Regions from separate parts of the Zea mays genome. Here region 2 is linked to region 1. A link is a contact called in public Hi-C data. All regions are on one chromosome and are shown on one strand. The core of a region is the stretch at or near the end of the contact, and the rest is flanking DNA. Distances in the headings are between cores, read along the strand shown.

Evidence for each region. A called contact is a pair of places that touch in the nucleus more often than the background predicts.
Region 2: a contact with region 1 is called in a Hi-C map of ear, with 5 times the contacts expected there. The contact joins the promoter of LOC100277718 here to the enhancer-like site in region 1. A contact is called at or near these places in 3 of 25 Hi-C or Micro-C datasets (ear, leaf and tassel).

What each region holds. Positions count from the first base shown.
Region 1 is chr10:112,380,334-112,385,796 of Zm-B73-REFERENCE-NAM-5.0, reverse strand. No RefSeq gene overlaps it. Among protein-coding and RNA genes, the nearest start is that of TRNAG-UCC, 7.1 kb to the right of the region's middle. Within about 2 kb of position 2,691, at least 14 of the 20 cell types and tissues checked have an H3K27ac peak or open chromatin away from gene starts, as enhancers often do. A contact at or near this core is called in ear, leaf and tassel, where this site is marked.
Region 2 is chr10:112,572,284-112,578,245 of Zm-B73-REFERENCE-NAM-5.0, reverse strand. It overlaps LOC100277718, which reads right to left and starts at 1,659. Exons shown (of 10, transcript NM_001151214.2): 1 at 1,443-1,659; 2 at 1,239-1,310. The coding sequence starts at 1,508. It overlaps LOC118473578, which reads right to left and starts at 442. Exons shown (of 1, transcript XM_035963461.1): 1 at 1-442. The coding sequence starts at 260.

The DNA.
Region 1 (5,463 bases), core at 1,442-3,941:
GAGAGGGAGCGACAGTGGTGGCAGCTCACGTTAACATGGGGACGTATTCTTGGCTAAGGTACCTCACCTAGAGGGCCTCCACACCAACTTAGAAACCTTAGTAGGTTGCTTTGTATTAAGTGTATTCTGTGAAAGCCTCATAGTGGATCCCTAGCCATTCACCTCAGAAGTGTTTACGGGTTTGGCCGACCTAGGCTAGAGGGGATACACTGCTTGTGGGTAAAGTTGTACCACCACTGTAGAGTATAAAACTGATATACCAGCCGTGCTCACGGTTAAGAGCAGTCTGGACCCTCACATGATAATTGAACTTGAAGATGGAAATAAATCGTGATCGATTTTGTTTATGCAGTATACTTAAGTGGTTCGCTCAAGAGGTTGAGCTTCATGTTGATGGTATTCGCTCAGTGGTTTGAGCTTATGCTGATTATGAATTATGCTTAATTGGGTTTGGTATATACTTATACCTAGTAACCAGGTGTTGATAATAAAATGTTGACCAACTAAAATGCTAACCACAATAAACTTTAGTCTTACCTTGTTAACCTTGCATTTTCACCCCACTTGCTGAGCCTTGACCATAAGTGAGCTCACCCTTGCTTAATTTTGATCAGAAGTTTGCAGATGAAGATTTTGATGAACTCGATGGATGCTAGTCTAGTGATTCCCCTGGTCATCTTCCTATGGAAGGATGTCCATGTTTCGCTGTACTTTGATGGATAAAGGTTAAGACATAATGACAGTTCGAAGTATAATATGTTAATATACTCTTTATTTACGCTTTTATGCATTGTTCCTTTGATATATTACACTTGTGACGTCAACATATGTGTGGAAATAGATCCTGGCACACATATGCTATGCATTCGGTTTTGCCCTTAAAACCGGGTGTGACACATACTTATCACTTATTTTAATCTTCATAGAATGTTCCATCCTCTGCTTCTATTCTTTGATTTATAGCTATTTTTACACAGGACGAAACATGGGTTTATAGGAATCTTCTATATGAAGTAGCTCAAAGAGTTGGACGCCATTGCCATTGTATACAACAGAGCGATCTGACCTTAGCCACCTACCGGTTTTTACATGCACAATAGAGCTAGCTAGTATCACATTTATAGGTGATCCTGCTAAGAACAAGAAAAATCTATTTGGTGTTATTGCAACGGTACTGAGATTTGTAGGAGGCAATAATTTACAGTTATCTTTGCCTACATGCTATTATTTGAACACAATATTTACGAGCTTGATAGGTCTCTTTTGGAATATAAATTATGAGTCTGGTAGGTAAATAACTTATGTAATGATTCTTGGACCTTCGACCCTTTCTGCTTCAAGGATTAATGTGTGACTGTGTTTAGCCTTGAATCCAAGCGGCATGCCACTAATCTCAACAAATGCTTTTATTCAATATTTACTTGACAATTTATATCTCTGATGTTTCTTAGAGATATTTTCACGTAATATGTTACAAGGTTGTTCATGTCAGATAGAGGTTTGTTGGCCATAAATTATATTATATGAAGATTATGGGAGTCAGCCCTAAATTCATATTATCTGCAATATGCAGTTTCTTGTAAAAAAGTTTGATCTACATATCTTATAACTGAAAAATACATGAGCAGTATGTGGTTCACACTTTTTTCTTGTTTGCATTTTATAGATAGAGACGGAATATGAAGACATACAATATTTAAACCATTAGACCCATGTAACAAAATAGATTGTTTAGCTGTTATGCGCACTTAATATGGAGATCCTCATGTATCTTAGAATCAGTTATGTGTTGGATAAATGTCTTGGTTATTTATTCCTCTATTAGTGCTCTGAGCTTGTTATGTCTTGGATAGGATTCATGACAATGAGCTGTTGATTTCTAAAGTTTTCCAAGCTAACCTGTTTGATTTGAAGGCAAGAAGGTGAGCAAGGCACCTAAGATCCAGTGGCTTGTGACCCTTGACCCTTCAGAGGAAGCGCGCTAGAATCATTGACAAGAAGAATATCGCCAAGAAGTCTGAGGCTGTCGAGTACCAAAAGCTTCTTGTCTAGAGGCTGAAGGGGAAGGGAGACAGCCATAACGAGAGCTTGGCCAAAAGGAGATCCAAGTTTTCTACCTCTGCCAAGGCTTCCGCTGGCACCTCTGCTTAAGAATTTTAGTGCTTTGAAATGTTTTCAAGACCTATCTTGTTACAGCTTAAGTACCTTATGCTGCTCTGGCTTTGTTGCAACTGCTCCTGTACTTGACATATTTGTATTAGATACTCAGACTATATAGGGTAAGTTCCTAATTGTGTCCATGTACTAAATTATATATTTGTTGCTAAGTTACAATACAAACAAAATAAATTTAGCCCGACTAGCTTGCAGAAAAATGTGTTATAGTAACTAAGGATATCTGAATTGCTCCTATGTTACTTTCTATATTCATGCTTGTAATTCTATTTAGTTCCATGTGAATATTGTGTATAGGAACCATGACATGATAATGGACTGTTAGGGTTATTCGTCAAACATGACTATATGTCGTCACAACATACGGACACTCTACTGGTCTATTAATAAGAACAAAAAAACAACAAAACGCTAGTTCGGCGCTCGATCTTAGCCTACCACCGAGCTCGTATCCCAGCCCACCGCCACGGCTCATTGTGAGATTCCGAGCCCACACCTGAGCCTACCATCGAACTTGAATTTGAACCCACTATTGCTACTAGTCATGGAGATCTGGTAGTCTTTGAGCCCACTCCAAGCCTCAAGTGATGGGGATTTGGCATCTTCGCCCCACGTAGGAGTAAAAACGAGCCCAGCCGGCTGGGCTCCTCTTGTGAGCCTAAGGGCATTTTGTCATGGCTCTTTAGATGGTACCAACTATGGTTTATCGTGAAGCACTACCAAACAATTAAAAAATGGCTTCTCGTCGAGAGCCCTTTAAAAGCTAGAGCTGTTTTTTTTTGTTAGAAGCCAGAACACCAAAAACATGGCTTCTACTTGCTCCTCTTACATTTTCCATATACACCATTCAAAAAATATACAGGAGAATTTGTTTTGCCAAACGAATTGTGAAATGGGTATGACTCCTCTAGAGAAGCCAAGGAGCCAAAAGAGGTAGAGTCGGAGCCGTTTTCAGAGGAGTTGGAGTCCTGTCAAAGGGGGTTAGGAAGTTAACTCGATTCAAAGTCAGCTCGTGCGACACAACTGATCTGGTCATAAGTATGAACTCATCATCTAAATCCATACCACTATATAATCCATTAGTTTAAATTACCCCCAAACCATAACCTCTACTAAATCCACCAAACAAATTGCACTCAAACTTAACACCGCTGGATAACCTTCTCTCTTACTCAAATTCAATGGTCAATATTACTTAGATCATCCCTCATTCCTTGCTCCTCCTACTAGTGATGTCCATCACTAATAACTAGGCCTAGAAAAAACGTTCGAGCTTGTTGGCTCGCAACATCTTGGCTCGGCTCGAAGCAGCTCGCCTCGTGCCTATTTTTGTGGCTCGAGAAAAGAGCGAGCCAACTTTTGCTCGCTACCGCTCACGAGTTGGCTTGTGGCTCGACCTAACAACAATTTATTAAAAATCCTAATTAGCATATAGTCTTAGTACCAAATAAACGATTAAATTATATTATTTAAGATTATTGTACAAAATTAATATATTTCTACATTATATTAATAATATATCTATTTTACTAATTTAAAATATGTTACTTAAATTATTTTAAAGATTTTATATTATAATTTAGAGGGCGAGTTCATGTCTATGGCTAGGCTTGTTGGCTCGGCGAGCAATTAGCGAGCCAAACCAAGTCTACTTTTTTGGCTCACTAGAGAAGCGAGCCGAGCTCGTACTTGACCGAGCCACAACGAGTCGAGCTTGGCTCGACTTGTTTCCACCCCTACCGACAATCTACTCATTGTGCTCGCATTTCTCACGTGACCCTAGGCCACGCTGATCCCGCTCAAAGGCCACCCCGTCTTCGTCATAGGCGGGTCTAGCAGCTTCAGGCTTGCCATGGCCACGATCGCGACGCGGGAGGGGCGCGCGGATTTCCATCCTGGCCCACAACCACACTCGTCTCAAGGAGTTGCGCTCCGCCATCCAGCGCAACTTGGGTAGGGACAACGTCGGCGTCCATGCCACCGACGTGCACGACACAAACGTCATGGCGTGTGTGGCCAACCTTGTCAATGTTCTGGTCTCCAACCATGGTGTGTTCATGCTACATGAGCTCGAGAGGCAGGACAAGGATGAGATCAAGTTGATGGTGAACATCAACCTCATGGGCACCTTCCATCTCATGTAGGTCGCGCTTCCCGCCTCATGTAGGTCGCTTCTCAATAACTCTTTTAGTGAGACTAAAGAAAGATTCTAAGTAAATAGTTTAAACCAGAACTGACATAATATCTTTAGCCAACATAAATAGAATTGGATATATTAGTTTATGCTCATGCCACTAATTCATGATGTTGAAATCGTCCGCATAGCATATGACAATGTCACTATCTATGTACGCTGATAGCTTAGGAAGATACGGAGGTGTAAATCTAGAGGTAAATGAAGAGATAGTGTAACACCCTGATTTTGGGGTGTAAAATTTCTTTCTAATTATCACCCAAAATCATGTGTTACTCTTCCTTTTCTCACTCTAGGCTTTCTCTCTCTAGATTCTTTCTACCTTTTTCCTTTTTATTAGAAATAGCTTAAACTAGTGTAGATTAATTATTTATTTTTGTCAAAACATTATGAGTCATGAAATGTTGCATCATGCGGAGCTTAAAATATTCTTTGAAGTGTTGCACAATTTTGAATTTATTTGAATTTGAAACCTAGTTTGAATTTGGATTTGAAAAACCCTATAGAAAAAGAAATAGAAAAGGAATTAGAAAATCCAGAGAAAAAGAAAAAGAGAAAGCAGCCAAGTTGGCCCACTAAGCTCAGCCAGACCGCGCGCCCCCGCCTGTCAGCGGTAGTTCTCCCTCGCGCGCGCCCTCCCTCCCTCGCTCGCTTCTTAGTGGGGCCAGCCTGTCGGCGCCAGTTTTCTTCCCCGCGTGCTCCCTCTCTCTATCTCGCGGGCCCGGTTCGCCAGTCGCCGAGCCGTTGCCCCGCACGCCCCTTTCTCCTCTCTCTGCGTCGTGGATCCTACCTGTCAGTTCCGCCCCCTCCGCGCTCGCCATCGACCTGCGCGTGCGCACTCGCGCACGTCGCCGGATTTCTCGGCCACGACGCCCGCCCACGCGCCCAGCTCCCTTCTTAGAGCTCCACTAGTGCCTCGCGCACACCCCTCGCCTCATTTCGCACGGCTTCACCCTCGCCATCCAGCTCCCTTCTTAGAGCCCCACCAATGCCTCGCGCCTGCGTTCTCGGCCATCCAGCTCACCGGAGACCGCTCCAAGCCTCCCCGAGCTCCGCCTCGAGGTGAGACACCTGTCCCCGTGCCCAATTTCCCC
Region 2 (5,962 bases), core at 410-2,909, 190 kb before region 1:
CTGCTCTGCATATGTGATGTGCCGCGCGCGCGCGTTTTGCCGTTTGCCGGTGGTGGGTGTGGGCTTGTGCGTGAGGCGTCCGAGGGTCGGCGGGTTGGACAGGTTCGCGTTGCATCGGAGTCGGCGGGTTGGACAGGCGTCTCTTCGTTTGTTTCGTATATACTTTTGGCCAACTGATCGCTGCGAAACTGCTCGTCAGTCTGGGTTGGGCCTTTTCTGCGGGGGAAGAAAGCCCACGAAGGGGGTCGTGGTTGCTGCATGTATTCTGGCCCAGTATGCCGCTGACATGGACGGACCTCGCTAATACTCCCTTCCCTCGTGAAAGGAGGAACGTGATATTCTTTCTTTTTTTCTCTTTTTGCAACGTCCAGGAGAATGGATTTAGCAACAAGAGAAGTCCAGGAGTATAGATTGGTCTCTTCTTGGTCTCCGACCCTCTGATTTCCCTATCGTTTGACTTGAAACAGGAGTAGGTTAGATGTGAAAAGGGACCAGCCTCACGGAGAACGTGCCATGACTCTGTCGGCCATTCTTGCCGTGGAGATAAGAGACCTGGTGTAATTCAGAGCATTTTCGGATTTTAATTACTCTGGTGCTGGGGTAGAGTTGTTTAAGTCGGTGCCTATGTTTGTAAACAATTTAGGTGGGACACTGAGGCTAAGAAGGTCTGTCCTGAACTGTGTCTGTGCAGCTTAATGCTCAAGGGTTTAGTTAACGGAAAACACTTATGCAAGGAGTATATAAGCTATTTCGGCTTATATAAGCGTAACACTTATCCTGAACTCGCCGTCGCCAGAGGAAAATCCATCCCCGCTTCCACGGGTCGGATTGGCGGGCGTGAAGACCTGGAGTATATAAGCTAGAAATGGGGGGAGGAGAGATGGCATGAGATGTAGTAAGCAGAATATTCCTCTTCTTCTTGTTCCTCACGTCTCCTACTCCGTTCTTCCCAATTCCCTCCCTGCTGTACTCCGCTACTACGAACTCTGCTACTACTACCTGGTTGAATCGTAACATGTAGTTAGTGGAAGGATTTCAGGTTTGGGGTAGAGTAGGTTGACCGCTGCAGTGTGTGCGATTTCACATCAGACGTACGAAAAATGCGCCCACCAATCCATCTATCAAGAGCACGGGCACAACTCATTCGGCCGCCGATGGTCAGAAACTCTGAAACGAATGGGCTCCAGGGCAACCTCAAGTGCACATGAATGCGGCATTTCTGAAGTTCTCTGACTGACCTCGAGTAAGAAGTCGGCGTCGCCACGCAGCGTGGGTTCCTGGCCTGGGAAGTACGGGTACTCCTCCTTGGCCTGCACGGATAGGGTTGGAGTCACCGGTAAAAAAAAAAAAAACAACCCCAGAAGGATTACTGAACTCCCCCGCGGGCCGCCAGGAGCCCAGGACGCGGAAACTGGGCTCGCGCGCGTTGCCTGCTTACGCACCTGCTGTGGCGTGGCCCAGACGTGCAGGTGGGAGTCGATGACCTTGCAGGAGGAAGAAGCGGCCATGGCGGCGGCAATGGTGGTGGTGGCGGTGGAGAGGAGCAGCCGCCTCCTTGTTGCTGTGGTCGCGAAGGAGAGGATGTCGCGAGAGGCGGTAGTGGCGCGGGGGCACAGGAACCTGCACGGGGCAACCACTGGTGATGATGACGATAAAGCCATAGAGTGTCTGCTGCCGAGTACTGCGCTCCACGTTTTTTCACCAACACAAACGCTGCAGAGCAACCGCAGACGAGTTCACGGGCCGACAAGTTACAGGGCCCAGCTGGCCTCTTAAGGCTGTTCCCAGCAGAGTCCAAATTACACTACCGGTTTCTAAACATATCATTAGTCCTAAACTGTGGTCAAAGTGCATGTTCAGACCCCTAAACTTATAAAATTGTACCATTCCAGTTTCTAAGCTTTCAATTAGGGATGGCAATTTTACCCGCGGGTTCGGATATCCACGGATATCCGACCCGTCGGATTCGGGTTCGGGTAAGAAATTTAACCCGCGGGTCTCACCCATACCCGACCCGTGATTAAATCGGGTCGGGTACGGGTTTTATCTTGTGCCCGCGGGTCTTGGCGGATATCCGAAATAATTTGAGTTTTCACTTTTGGCCCACAAGAAACCGGCGGCCCAATGTCCAGAAACCCTACTACCCTAGTCACACACACGCAGCCACGCAGGAGTAAGGACGCATCGCAGCCCCAGGCGGCCGCCGGCCAGGCCCCCAGCCGCCCACGCGTCCGGCGTCTCTCACCTCACGTCTCATCTCTCTGCTCTCTCTGTCTCTCAGCCAGTCAAGCCGCCACCGCCCACCGGCCACTGGCCACCGCCACCAGCCACTCCGCCCCGGTGTCTGGTACTCGTGGGACAGGCGGACAACGCTAGATCCGCCCCGTCGTCTGGTACTTTGGTTGCCCCGGCCGTCCATCGCAAGACCGGTTGCCCTGGTCCCTGCCGTCGTCGAGCAAGACTGGTTGCCCCGGCCGTCCAGCGAAGCAGCGAACAGCGTGGCAGCGAGCCAGCGACGCAGCGTCCCTGGCTGGCGTCCCTGGCTAGTGGCTGGCTCCCCTGCGTGTCTGCGTATCCAAATTCCAATCCATTCTCCTTCTCCGGTCCAAGGTAGCGTCTCTGTCTCTCTGAGCTAGTGAGTTAGCACTCCGAGTCCGAGGTATATTTTACAGTTGATGTCTCACTGATCTCAAATAGGTGGAGGTGGTTCTCAAATCTAAAGTAGTAAAGTTCATCCATGGCGCCTACAAGTGGATCTGGCTCCGGGACGCAAGCTAATCGTCCACCGTTGTCTTCACGTGGTGCTGCAACGAGGAGGGGGAGAGTGACCTTAAACCGATCAACTATCAATCGGGCTGGCGATGCTGCTGGTACACCTACATTGACGCCGACGCTGAGTGCAGACCCATCAAGTGCTGGTGATACTACTGCTAGTGGCACACCATCATCAAGTACTAATGCTCCACCTGCAGCAGCAGCACCACAATCAGGTATAGATAATGTCATTGTGGAAGATGATGATACTGTTATTGTTGGGACAAAGAGGAAGCTGAAATCTGATGTTTGGCTAGAGTTTGAACAAGTAACTGTTGGTGGTAAATTAAAAGCTCAATGTAATTGGTGTAAAAAGCAATTAGTTGGAGATAGTAAAGCTGGTACAACTCATTTGCGTAGTCACCTTGGAAGTTGTCAATCACGGCAAGTTAGAAAAGGATTAAAACAAGCAACCTTGAAGTTGAGTAAGGATGAACGTGGAGCAATAATAGTTGATAAGTATGTTTTTGATCAACAAGTTGCTAGGAAAGAACTCGCAATAATGATATGTGTCCACGAGTATCCACTTTCAATGGTTGACCATGTTGGTTTTAGGAGATTTTGTGCAGCTCTACAACCTCTTTTCAAAACAATGTCTAGGAACACTATTAAAAAGGACATTTTAGATATGTATGAGGTGCAGAGGAGTTCTATGATCAATTTCTTCCAAAAGTGTCAATCTCGGATTGCTGTAACTACTGATATGTGGACAGCAAATCATCAAAAAAAGGATATATGTCGGTTACAGTACATTTCATTGATGAAGAATGGAAGCTGAAATCATTTCTTTTGAGGTAACTGTTACTTGTAGAAGTAGAATGTAGTTCATCTTTGTGGTTGAATTCTAGTTTCTTTGGTGCTTACATTTATTACTGCTGTTGTAGGTTCATATATGTGCCCGCTCCACATACAGGAGAAATTATAAGTGATGTTCTTTACGAAGTCTTACAAGATTGGCAAATTGAGAAGAAAGTCTCGACAGTGACTCTTGACAACTGCACCACTAATGATAATTTGATGTGTTGCATGCAAGATAAGTTACCCCTTTCCTCTCTCATGCTAGATGGCAAATTGTTACAAATGTGTTGTGCTGCACACATCAATGTCCATATTTTCATCCATATATTTGTATATTTATGTCATCTAGGTCTATAAACTTGTTGTTTGTGTCATCAAAGATCTAAAGAGGTCTCAAACTATTTAGACATGTGATGACACCCAAAACAAATTCACAGACCTAGACGTCACAACCATAGAAGTATAGGCCGAAATGTGCATGTTAAGATACCAGGAACAAGACAATAAAATTTCACAAGTTTAGTGACATACTAAAAGTCGCCTAGAGGGGGGTGAATATGGCGAAACTGAAATTCACAAAATTAATCACAACTACAAGTCGGGTTAGCGTTAGAAATAGAAACGAGTCCGAGAGAGGGCGTAAAACAAATCACAAGCGAATAAAGAGTGTGACACGCGAATTTGTTTTACCAAGGTTCGGTTCTTGCAAACCTACTCCCCGCTGAGGTGGTCACAAAGACCGGGTCTCTTTCAACCCTTTCCCTCTCTCAAATGGTCCCTTGGACCGAGTGAGCTTTTCTTCTCAATCACTTGGAACACAAAGTTCCCACAAGGATCACCACACGATTGGTGTCTCTTGCCTCAATTACAAGTGAGTTTGATCTCAAGAAAGAATGAGAAAGAAAGCAATCCAAGCGCAAGAGCTCAAAAGAACACAACAAATCTCTCTCACTTAACACTAAAGCTTTTGTGGAATTGGGAGAGGATTTGATCACTTGGGTGTGTCTAGAATTGAATGCTAGAGCTCTTGTAAGTGGTTGGAAGTTGGAAAACTTGGATGACTTGAATGTGGGGTGGTTGGGGTATTTATAACCCCAAACACCAAACTAGTCGTTTGGTGGAGGCTGCTGTCGCATGGCGCACCGGACACTGTCCGGTGCGCCAGCCACGTCAGCAGGCCGTTGGGTTCCGACCGTTGGAGCTCTGACGTGTGGGCCCGCCTGGCTGTCCGGTGGTGCACCGGACAAGTCCTGTAGACTGTCCGGTGTGCCACCCGCGCGTGCCCTGCTCCTCTGCGCGCGCAGGCACGCATTTAATGCGTTGCAGTCGACCGTTGGCGCGAAGTAGTCGTTGCTGCGCTGGCTCACCGGACAGTCCGGTGTGCACCGGACATGTCCGGTGAATTATAGCGAAGCGGATTCCCGAAGCTGGCGAGTTCAGAGTCGCTCTCCTCTGGAGCACCGGACACTGTCCGGTGGTGCACCAGACAGTCTGGTGAATTATAGCGAAGCGCTTCTGAAAAATCCCGAAGGTGCGAAGTTTGGCTTGGAGTCCCCTGGTGCACCGGACACTGTCCGGTGCGCCAGACCAGGGCAGCCTTCGGTTGTCCCTTGCTCTTTTGGTTGAACCCATTTCTTGGTCTTTTTATTCGCTTAGTGTGAACCTTTGGCACCTGTATAACTTATAGACTAGAGCAAACTAGTTAGCCCAATTATTTGTGTTGGGCAATTCAACCACCAAAATCATTTAGGAAATAGGTGTAAGCCTAATTCCCTTTCAATCTCCCCCTTTTTGGTGATTGATGCCAACACAAACCAAAGCAAATAGAGACGTGCATAATTGAACTAGTTCGCATAATTGTAAGTGCAAAGGTTACTTAGAATTTGAGCCAATATAAATACTTATAAGATACGCATGGATTGTTTCTTCATTTTTTAACATTTTGGACTACGCTTTCACCACATGTTTTGTTTTTGCAAATTCTTTTGTAACTTCTTTTCAAAGACCTTTTGCAAATAGTCAAAGGTAAATGAATAAGATTTTGCGAAGCATTTTTAAGGTTTGAAATTTTCTCCCCCTATTTCAAATGCTTTTCCTTTGACTTAAACAAAACTCCCCCTTGATAAATTCCTTCTCTTAGTGTTCAAGAGGGTTTTAAGATATTGCTTTTGAGAATACTACTCTCTCCCCTTTTTGAACACAATGAGATAACAATTTGAAAAAATCATACCAATTGAAAAAACTCTTTTTAAAATTAGGTGGTGCGGTCCTTTTGCTTTGGGCTCATGCTCTCTCCCCCTTTGGCATAAATCGCCAAAAACGGAATCATTAGAGCCCTTTAGAATTACTT